Linked DNA regions of Alosa sapidissima: region 2 is linked to region 1. Evidence: chromatin contacts called from public Hi-C data. All regions are on one chromosome and are shown on one strand. Each heading gives the region's core, a stretch centred on a gene start, on an enhancer-like site or on the middle of the called end of the contact. The rest is flanking DNA. Distances are from core to core; before and after follow the strand shown. Region 1 holds the start of ormdl3 (ORM1-like protein 3). Region 2 holds the start of LOC121699962 (ATP-dependent RNA helicase DHX8-like).

Region 1 (5,951 bases), core at 2,063-4,562:
ACACAAATAGCACTGACACTGTCAAAAGAGGAACCAAAACAATTCTGATAAGTCATCCACACCCCATTACATCTTAAGGTTTGCTAAGTGTGAACAGAAGGTCTTTGCAAATAAGACAGGATCATATCAGAGCTGTAATGTCGGATTACTGTCAGAGTGAGTTCTCTGTTCATGTAATGGCTGGTGAGGAGCTATGAGGGTGTGGTGATTCGGCTTCATTGTAGTAGAGGATAAGTGACAGGGCAGGTGACCTAAGTGTTTCTAAATAAAGCTGCCTGTGCTAGCAGACACCACAGGAAGTCCTGCATCAACGACCGCCAGACACACACACACACACACACACACAGAGAGTGAGAGAGAGAAAGCAAGAGAGAGAGAGAGAGAGAGAGAGAGAATGAGAGAAAGAGAGAGGGAAAGAGACTGCTCAAGTACAGACAATTAGTAGAGGACAATGTGTCAGAGAGAGGAGAGGAGGCACAAACACACAACGCAAGAGTCCTGCTAATTAAAGAGAAAGAGTGTCTGTTCTTTTATCCTCCATCTCTCTGTTACTTAAAATCTTGTGTAAAGCAACGCAAGCAGTTCACAGAGGAATATTTATAAGCTGCCTGCACACCCTGAGCTACTGTCTGTCTATTCCCATTAGTCATGTCAATCAGAGCTAGAGGACTGGTTCTCCACTTGCACTCCACTGCAGTGATTACACTATCTAAATAAATAAACAACCAGCTTAAACTATTCCTATTTGAGATGTATTTCTGTAGAGGAAGGGAATATTGCTTCTGGCTGTAATAAATGAGTACCTACACACTATTTTGCAAGCAAAGAGCCATGTCTGGATTTTGGAACTTTTAGAACCAATGAGCAGCTGGTGCACTATTTTAGGTCCATTCTTCTTTAAAATGCTGACACTATAACACCTGCAAATATGCTATTCATGCACATCTGTATGTGTATTGAAAAGAAGATGAGATTCAGAAAAGTTGCAAAAGAATGCAACTTTACTACTGTAACGGCAGAATAAAAATGATACAAAAAAAGATTATGTTGCATTATTTCAAAATTAACATCCTCTGCAATGTCAACAATTGCATACATTGCATGCCATCTGACAATTCAAATGTGAACTTCAAATGTGAATTTCACACAGATATAACTGAATCCTAACATTATGGCAATTTCTCTGAATATGTGAAGAAAAAATATATATCAGGGATGGCTGTGGTGTGTGAGAGAGAGAGTGTGTGAGTGTGTGTGTGTGAGAATCTCAATGACAGATTTGTGCTCACAGGATGATGGGTGTGATGGTGAGGAACTTGCGTGAGGCTGTGAACTGGACGCCGTAGTCCATCTGCTCCCAGTGCGTGAGCAGCCGCGCCTTGCCTTGGTCCGGCGTCTCGAACGGGGTCCCCTTCACCGTGTGCAGCAGCAGGTACATGCACTGGAGAGAGAAATGGGGGCACCATCACGTCCACAGCACCAGGACACTATGAGACCCAGCATGGTTCATGAATGGTTCATGGTTCATCTCCAATTCAAGCATTTTCCTTGGTGGTGAATCGTGACTTCAGAAGCACTGGTTTGTGTGTCCTTATAAGGGGAACTACCAATGGCACTATCTAACGGAAAGCATCTCTACAATTTTAATGTCAGCTGCCAAGAAATATTTGCACTGGCACCAGATGATGTCTAGATGTCATGCCAAAACAAACAAGACATTATCAACGGACCTCACTCAGTTATACTTCTATTGTGGAGCTTTTTTAACACACACACACACACAGGCAGGCACACACAGTGTTGAACAGACAGCGGTGATGGTCAGATAGGACAAGTTTGGGCACTCCTGGCCTACATAGTCCACGTGGCATCAGCAAAATGTGCATGGACACGAGCGGAAGGCTGGCACTTTTTAGGCACAGGATGGAGGTAAGCTGATACAGGATGGTGTGGTAACCCCAACTCCTCCACTGGGTGAAATTACAACCGCTCTAGTCAGCAACTTAATGGACAAAATACTCAGCAAAAGAAAAGGAATGTTAGATAACCATGTGAAAGTCCAAAAGATTATTCTGTGTTTAGCCTACTTTTGCCAGTTGGTTGTCAAGTTTTAAAGTTCAAAGTATTAAAATATGTGGGCTTAGTATTGTTCTAGTCCAGACAAGACCATTATGAAACTCAAATTCCACAGTGTTGAATCACCGGATGAGAATGATCAGCCAAGGTCACAAATACACCACAATTTTATGTCTGAGGTAAGGTGAAGAGGAACTCACTCACCATGTTGTGGATGAGGTTGGTGAGAGTCCAGACTACGGGGACACTGACGAAAGGGATGCTGAGAAGGATGACGTGCAGCAGCCCGATGCCTAGGACGTAGGACAGCCATATCCCCCGGCTGTTCATCACCTGCGTGTTGGGGTTGACCTCGCTGTGAGCCGTGCCCACGTTCATGACTCGCACGCAAACTTGCGCCACTTGTTGGCGCACACTTCCTGTGAGCCATAAGAATATCATGCTTTAGAAGGCAACGAGGCAGCAATGCAATCAATAGACAACTAACCATGTCCATTGACGTGAGGAGCAAATAGCAAAGCTGGCATATTCACATTTCACAAGAACAAATGCCTGACCCTACCAACCAACTGCTTGAGGCCAAGTATTCCATTAGGCTAGATGGATCTTAACAAATAATGAGAATCATGTAGCCTACGGTATTCAGGTTAACCATGTTCGCAGATCAAACTAAATATTTGTTGATAGATTATCATAATTCAAAATATAGTCTTAGTTAAATTGCACAATGCTGTATATAGCCATGCGAGTAGATTACTTATCGCTTCCGTTATCTGTTTTACATAGCCTTTGATCAGCATTTCTTAAGACAATCCACTTCCGAGAGAAAGTGAGTGGGTTTTCTTGCAAATGAAGCAAGAGTCATACTCACCGGAGTGTGGCTATAGCCTAAATCCTTGCCGAAGATTCAGCCAAGAAGTTTGTAAATAGGCTGGGCTTTATTTAAAGCGACCTTTATTTGCTCATCTATCCCTTTCCACCATTCGATATCGTCTTGCAGTCTTATGTAAGCACTTCTGTGAGAAATTGTTCACTTTTGCAAACTGTCATTTATTCCGTAACTCCCGTCTCATGTCTTCACGAAGAGATCGCCTTTATTATCCAATTATTAAATCCCAAATTCTTGCAAAACAGCCTTGTTCACTGACACTTTGTTCCTTCTGCAAACAGCTGGTGTGACAACACAGCAAGAGTTCGTAATTGAACGTCATCGTTTTCGGGGGGGCTACACCATTACGGCGATATTTTTTAACCTATCTGTTTAAATTCCGATTGGTTACCTTTCGTCACATGCAACTAATGCACCAATCAGAGATGAATGCGTTGATCATTTGCTAAAATAACAGCACGCCCACTTGAACGTCACACAACGAGAATGAAGTCTGATTGGGAGATTAGCGTACAGAGACAGACAGGCGTGGGCATGTGCAATAGATTCAATTGTTTACTTCAGTCTGATGAAACATTTACTTTCTTTTCCTGAGTAGTTTAGGGCTCGTATGCGTGTAAGGCAGAGAAAAGAAAACACCTGACTGGTGTTGAAGTCTGGATAACTGCTCAGAAGTTATGTAAAGTTAGTCAGCCCAGTTATGATAAGGCCAAGATCTCTCTAGCATTCATCCTCTACTTTCACCATTCAGTCTGGCTACTGAAATAGTCTACAACAAAACAGAACTTTCACTCTTACTTTTTAATGAAGATCCCTCAGGTCCTCGAGCAGTGAAGGCAAGGACTGTCAGACTCAGTGAATGCCAAGACTGGATCAAAGAGAGGATCAAGAGTGTCAAGTTCCAGATGTGAGGATAAAAGCTCCTTGAGGAACCCATAGCCTCAAGCAGCAGGGTCAGCCCTGTTTTATGTCACCACCGGGATATATGGTGGCTCTCTGTGTGGAGGGTTTCAGTGTTGAGGGGCATTAAGTGTTGAGGGGCATTAAGTGTTGAGAGGCATTAAGTGTTGAGGGGCATTAAACTGGTTCAGCATGGTGTTGGCTACATGCGCTGACCTTAGGTTACGCAATTCTTGCCAGCAACAGTAGTCTCATTCAGACTGATTGCTTTTGTTATATAAATCTTTTAAGTTTAAACAGTCTCATATTGGCAGGAGGATAGATTGATAGCACTGGACTATTGGCTTCTTGATGGCGCAAACATTGTATAAAGCAATAATGAGATATTACAATTTGAATTTCAATACTTTTGATTAGTTGTCAACTGCAATTGCCTTTTGGAGGTGCTGGTATGTAAAACTAACATCTATATGATTTCTTTCTCGACCAAAACACAACACTGGTGCTATCACGACCGGGAGCTTCTGACAGGAAGCTTTGACTTGACAATAACACACTGACATGAATTGCACAGATCAGCTATCGCGTTCTGTGCCTCTGGGCTGAAGTGTATGTATGGCATCAGCTTTCTTCCGTGGACATATTTCACGTTCTACAGCCTTTTCCTGTGGCAATGTGAGTCTCCACCTCTTCCACTGTAGCCTCCTGGGGATGGAAACTTGAGCTGTACCGTAATGCAACTGGCTTTCGCGGCCGATTAAACTGAAGCAAGCGCGCAGGACTTCAAAAGCTTGTGGTCACCGACTGTCGGCTGTCCTTGTTTCAATGCCAAGGTAGACTCCATGCTTAACAGTTTGGTACACTTTGGTCTTCAAGAGTCTGTTCAGTACTGCTCTCTAGGCTACAAAATCATGCCTTAAAAGGCAATTCTGTCAGCACATTAGGGGGATCATGCATTAACACACATACATTAAAGATTTGTGTTTCTGAAAGTATAGGTAATTGTATACACACATATATATATATATATATATATATATATATATATATATATATATATATATATATATATATATATATATATATATATATATATATATATATATATAGTTATGTTCAAGCTACAGTACTGCCATCTGCTAAAAAACTGTAGATAATACTATAGCACACAACTAACCTTCTCTGTGTATCACTGAAGGGATGTGATGATGTTGCCTTCTGATGAAACAAATGTATCCTTCATAAGGTTCTGCAACTACACTGCTAAGGGCCAGAAAATTCGGCTAATTTCATGACCCAGCAGATTTGAGTCATGTCTCATGCTGATGACATGCCCCTGGGGTGGAGGGAAACTGTGACACTGTCGGTGATGGTGAGTGTGTCTTTTACGATGCCTCTGGGACTTGCACAACGACAAGCAGCAGGCCTGCAGGTTGTGGCGGACTGGACTGAAGCCCTCGGGCTCTTGAGGAAGATTCTCTCCAGCGGCAGACAAGCAACTACTGTTAAAGGGAGTGTCTGGCCGTAAAACGTGTCCCAACTGAAAAGTCTGTTATATCTCTATTCTAAACAGGAGGGCCGCTATCAGAGGAAATCTCATTTTCATAAATAGGAAGGAAGGGAGTGACTGGACAGACTGTACAGTAATTACAAAACTGTGATGACAAGTATGACATTTCTGATCATTAGAAATGTGTTAGTATGTGCAGATACACAGAACATGAGAAGTCATATAGAAACAACATTGGCTGTTATGTACAGCGATCAGTTGTCAGACTATTTCATGCCCAGATGTATGTGTAGTTACTTTTGCTAACCAGTAGATGTCAGCCTAAACCCATTACCACTGTTCAGCAAAGGCATTTTGAATATATAATGATCTAAGGACTCAATATAAGAGTTTAAATAGTAGCAAATATAGTACATGTTAGCTGCTGAATTAGTTTAATAGTGTTGTGTAATAATGTACATCTACTTTCCGTGAGATGAACTATTCAATATAACATTTTATTGGGTTTCACTAAAAGGTTTGAGTACCGCCTACCTGATTTTATATTAGATTGAAGGCACATCCATGCCCTGAGCC
Region 2 (6,028 bases), core at 691-3,190, 220 kb before region 1:
GAGCGCCACCGGCTCTCCCTCACCCTGGGTCTCTCGTGTCGGCGCTCCCGATCCCTGTCCCGTGAGCGAGACCGGGATCGGGATCTGGAACGGTGGTGTCGCCTCCGGTCCCGATCTCTGTCTCTATCCCTGTCTCTGTCTCGATCTCTATCGCGATCTCTGTCGCGGTCCCCGCGATCCCTATGACGATCTCGGTCCCTGTCCCTGTCTCTGTCTCTGTCTCGGGTTCTTTCTCTGTCTTTGCTTCGGCTCCTGCTCCTCCTCCTCCTGCTGGTTCCAGTCTCAGACCTTACGTGAAGAAATGTTTTAAGATATTACTAGAGGAGTGAAAGCTCTATTTACAGGATATAATGATAGACAAAAATATCTGAGCATGCTTTCAAAACACTTTGATTGATGTACATTTGTGAAAACACATTCATACCTTTTCTTGCTGCTTTTCGAGTCTGTTCCACTAATACTGGGCATGAACATCTCCAGCTCTTTCATAGCCTCTTCAGCTATCTTCACATCATCTTCATCCAGCAAATTCTGTTGGATATAATCAATATGGTAACATTTAAGTTTATTTTTAACCAAAACATTCTGAATACAATGACCGTTCGAGGTTTCATAATCCAACACTTATCACAGCTACAATATGGCATTATGGCATAACTCAAGGCAGACGTGTGTGTGTGTGTGTGTGTGTGTGTGTGTGTGTGTGTGTGTGTGTGTGTGTAGTGCATCAAAACTCACTTTAGTAGTGTCTGGATTGTCAGGTTTACATAAACCGGGGAACATCTCCCGGAGCTTGTCCTTTTCTGTCTTCACTTTAACAGCAGGTTCTGTGTGTGCAAAACAAAAGATCAAGAAAAAATGTAAGGTACAGAGTATTAGAATGATTAGAAGGCAATTCATCTGTCACAAAATATGACATTATATAACATATAATGACCTTGTTCTTTAGATGTTGAACTTTTTGATGGTGGTCGCATTGTTTGGATGAGACGAAGTAAATTACTGACGAGAGAGTCCTGAGGAACATAAACGTATAGCAATACATGTTAGTACACAAATACCAAAATGATATTTTCGGTATTAACTTACAGAACAGTCAAATCACACATACCGTAAATTCAGCTCCATTTTTCAACAGGACTGACTTAAAGGCCTCAAATGTCGTGTTCTTCTCCGCTAAACTGATGACAAACTCCGCTGAAGATAGAGAAAAGACTGTAATCGTATCTGACAATCTACCATACTTCATCTTCAATATAACGCAATATGGAATTTGCCACAACAGTGACTTCCTGAACTAGCTAATTTCAGTGGCTATTTACTTAAGTGTCCACAAAGCCTAGTGCGTTTATTATTACACGATTTACGGACATGTTGATCAGAGGCCGACTATGTTTACGGTCAATTTGATTTCCAGTCTAAAATGGTTTGATACAACAGTAACAGAGAAATAAACAGGCTCTGACGTTAACTAAGGGTAGGCAACTGTTAGCTCTCTAGCTTCCATGAAGCCACAAAATAAACAAAGGCAGCATAATGTTACCCAACTTTGGACAACAAGGCACTTAACGTTAAGTCCGCAGACTTGGACAGTCATGACGACCACATCCCTTAATGTCCAATGAAGTAAAATGAAGTTTAAAGATAACTGTTGTGCGCACAAATCATGTTACCTAGCTATGCAAGGTTAGCTGTTTATTAGCGTGTTAGCTAGTAAACGAAATGTGCTGTATGGCGATGGGCAGCTAACTTAGTAATTATCAAACATACCAAGATCTTTGTCGCTTATGCCCAGATGGTTGTCAAGTTCTGTACAAACTTTAGAAACCAAAGACAAGTATTCGAGCTTTTTAAGCTCATCTTCTCCCAGCTCCTCCATTTTTCGAAGTTTAGTCTTCACTCAGGTACCCAGTAGCTACGTGTTTGCGATAACGCTCCAGAATCGCGCAGCAATATGACGACATTTCCGTTTATGAAGAAACAGGAAATTATCCAATGTAATTACTCTAAGTCACCACAAGATGGCATACTTACATAACTGTATCAAAGATTCTTTCTTTAAACCTACAGCAGAGCTGTAGAAAGTTTTGCCAGAGAAGGTTGAAGAGGATTTACACATTTTAACCTCATGCTTTAACAGTCAATTATTGTTCCCGTGAAAAGGCCAAAAGGCCATCATGACTACCACCTGGTGGCCTTGATCTCAACAGTGATGAGTGTTGTTCATTATAGTGCATGAAAATGCACTATACTGCTCTTCCTAGGCCTCTTCTTATTACAGTGCATGAAAATGCACTGTACTGTTCTTCCTAGGCTTCTTCTTCTTATTATTATTCTTTTTTAATTGCAGCTTCAACCGTTTAACGTAGAAACTTCATTCAAATTATGTTACGTAGGTCTTAGGACATCTGGGCAATGTATTTTTCATCTTTGTAACTTTTATACTTTTTAAACTATTTATTAAAAACTACTCAAACTACTTTCCCCATAGACTTAACATTAGGCTGATGACATCACAATGGACTAATTAACTTGATTTGCACCTGTATCAACTTCCAGCTGCTCATCTAGGCCCCATCAAAGAATCAGTTCAACTGATTGCACCTGTATCAGCTGCTTTCTGCTGAACTAGGCCAACTCTCTCTGTGACTCTCCATTCTACAAGGATATAAGGCACATTTCATCCAACTTTCTATCCATTCATCCTCTTCAAACCATTCACTCATCCACCCATTAAACTATCCATCAACATCCATTAAACAATCTGCCTATCAACATCCATTGAACTTTCTGTCTATCAACATCCATTACACTATCTACAATTTTAAACTATATACTCTGTCTCAGGCTTTAAGCATACAATATGGCTCTATTAAGACTGCCGTTAAGCAATTAGAATCCAATATATTTCATAACAATATATTTCACACCATATGTTTTGCATTTTCATGCACTGGTAATTCCCTGGAATTGCGTTTTCTAGTTCTTCTTCTAACGCAAGTAATGCAGCTTCAACCGTTTAAAGTTGAAACTTCATTCAAACTATGTTACGTAGGTCTTACTTAGGACATGTATTTTTCATCTTTGTAACTTTTATACTTTTTAAACTATTTATTAAAAACTACTCAAAATTTCCCCATGACTGAACAGTTAAATAGGTGGATAGTTTAAATGGTTAAATTATTTTCTAGGTAGATGAGGTTTAATATAGGTGGATAGTTTAAATGGTAAATTATTTGCTAGGTAGATGAGGTTTAATATAGTTGGAATGACTGAACAGTTGAAACAGTTGAACAGGATGTGTAGTCTTATATTAAGAGAATGAGACCAGAGAGGGTTAAAGCGGACCTATTTAACTGTTCAGTCATTCCAACTATATTAAACCTCATACCTAGCAAATAATTTAACCATTTAAACTATCCACCTATTTAACTGTTCAGTCATTCCAACTATATTAATACTTTTTTGCATTTTCATGCACTGTATTTCCTTCAGGAAATGCTTTTCTAGTTTTATTTGCTCATCCTTGCCAAGCTCTCTTTCGACCCACTCCAATTCGCTATAAAGAGCCAACAGGTCCAGAAACAGTGCCATCTCCAACATCCTGCACACCGCTATAACCCACTTGGATGTGGAATTATGTGAGAATGCTGTTGGCTGTTTATTAACTATTGTTTAGCATTCAGCACCAGCCCCCCTCACACTGGTCATGAAGATGAGGACCCTACTCAACTTCCACACCAACCAGTCACATGTGTTCCGATTTACCACATGTGTTCCGATTTACCATCAGCACAGGTGCCTCCCATGGCTGTGTTTCGAACCCCCTGCTGTATAACATGTACACACATGACTGCATGTCACACCTCCATCTCCAGTAAAGATGAGAGTGGTGGTGGGTCTGATCAATAACAACAATGAACAGACCTACCTAAATCAGGTAGACTAGGGTCTTACAACTAGGAGACAGCATAGCAGCAGTTAGGCCTTCACTGCACTAAATATCACTGGGCAGCCTGTGGAGAGGGTTGCAAGCTTTGCATTACTGAGGACCTCATGGACTGTCGACATCCAACACATTCTAAAGGAAATCCAGACAATAACCGTACTTCCTTTGTCAGCTGCGGGAATTTGATGGCCTTCTGCTCTTCAGCCATAGAGAGTGTTCCAACAGGTAGCATCATCCCCTTAGGAAATGGCACAGCTTGGGATTGCAGCGCCCTGCAGAGAGTGGTACATCTTGCTGAACGCACCATTAGAGTGTCTCTCCCTGCCCTGCAGGACCTGTACACCTGAAGAGTGCAAATAAGGGCCCAACACATTTGAAAAGATATTTCACACCCTGATGATGGACTGTGCAGACTGCTGAAGTCAGGTAGACCTCTGAGGCCACATGGCTGGAACAGAAAGACTGAGGAGTTTTTTTGTTGTTGTTGCTCAAATCCATTTTTTGTGTGGCTGTTCACATTGTTTTTATTAAATGTGGCCACAATCAGATTCCTACCCCAGTGAGAACTGGTGATGGCTCTGATTGACTGACTACCTTCGTATAGCTCTCTTTTATTTCCATGAGTGATGCGATAACACACATCAGAGAGTGTGCAACTTCTCCAGTAAAACACTGAGTTATTTCTCCCACAACTTTCTCTTCTTTATTTAACATACAATTCTCTTTCTCTGTCTCTCTTTCTCTCGCTTTCTCTCTCTGTCTCTGTCTCTCTCACCCACACACACCCACACACCCACACACACACACACCCACACACACACACACACACACACACACACACCAATCAAAATGTAGAATGATTTTGCCTGGCGCCACAGTGTTATTGCCTCACTAAATATTCAGTCCATTAATCTATCTGACCACTCTGAAGCCTATTAAAATGGATGAGATTAACATTAAACTATAATAATCACATTAAATACTTTCACCCCCCCCCCCCCAGTCAGAGCCCCCCAAGTGTGCTAGGGCTCCTTTAATTTGAAACTGGTGAAACATGATTAAGTCCATCTTTTGATCAGTTGAGGCACTTAGGCATGTCGCCCAGGTTTGACTAAGCTCCAGTTTTTATACTCTCATAATCTATGTGGTGGCATATTCAGTAGCCTACTCAGAATGGTTCAGTTTGTATGATTCTCATGGCCACAATGTATACCCTCCATGAAGTTGTGAAGAATGCATGGAGCCTTTCATCTGAAAAAAAAAAAACAATATCTGCTACACTGTACACGATGCGACCTTATAATTCAGGGCAGGTCTTTCTACATGTTGTATGTGAAAGATTCTGTGGTGGAAAACACTTCAGACTGGTACTGAGTGGAGAGTTAATATGCAGAACTCCTCCATCCTGACAGGCATAGTAAGCCGATTACCAGTGAGTGTTAACGTTTAGCCTAGAGGAGTATGCTTGCACCATCCCTTTATCTCTCTCTCTCTTTTTCTCTTGCCTGTCTTCCTCTCTCTGCTTCGCTCCCTCGTTCTCTCATGATTATGTAAGTCTGCTGAGCAGACGCGTGATGTAACCTGCCAGCGGCTGAGTCCTGTGTGTCCCGTGTCCTAGCTTGCCCCTCTCCCCACGTCACTCTGCCTCACTCGTTCTCGACGGGTTGACCCAGTCCCACACCCGGCCCACCCCCCTTCCTTGACTCCTCCACACACACACCATACATACACACACACACATGCTTCGTTCAGTCTGTCTCGTTCCCTGCGTCTCTCCCATCACCTCCTGCTGAGGGGTTTCTGGGCCTAATCTCCCTGCTCTCATATTCCCATGTCCCCATTCATAAAGTTATTCTCACAACTAGGTGCCGCCCTCTATGGGCACGCACACAAGAGTCTCCCTCTCTCTCTTGCTCTCTCTCTCTCTCTCGCTCTCTCTCTCTCTCTCTTGCTCTCTCTCTCTCCTCCCTCCCCACGCCCTGTTCTCCATTCCTCGGCCCTATGTTTAGATGTTTACAACTCAGTAAATCAAGTGTGCGGGGGATTTTAATAGGTTTCGGAGTGTTGTGTCTCTCAATT

The links. A called contact is a pair of places that touch in the nucleus more often than the background predicts.
Region 2: a contact with region 1 is called in a Hi-C map of muscle, with 16 times the contacts expected there. The contact joins the promoter of LOC121699962 here to the promoter of ormdl3 in region 1. A contact is called at or near these places in 2 of 2 Hi-C or Micro-C datasets (both in muscle).

The regions. Positions count from the first base shown.
Region 1 is chr24:8,756,951-8,762,901 of fAloSap1.pri, reverse strand. ormdl3 (ORM1-like protein 3) reads right to left here and starts at 3,312. Exons shown (of 5, transcript XR_006027010.1): 1 at 2,948-3,312; 2 at 2,281-2,495; 3 at 1,290-1,441.
Region 2 is chr24:8,972,355-8,978,382 of fAloSap1.pri, reverse strand. LOC121699962 (ATP-dependent RNA helicase DHX8-like) reads right to left here and starts at 1,940. Exons shown (of 24, transcript XM_042082534.1): 1 at 1,771-1,940; 2 at 1,112-1,197; 3 at 938-1,016; 4 at 739-827; 5 at 425-531; 6 at 1-288. The coding sequence starts at 1,879.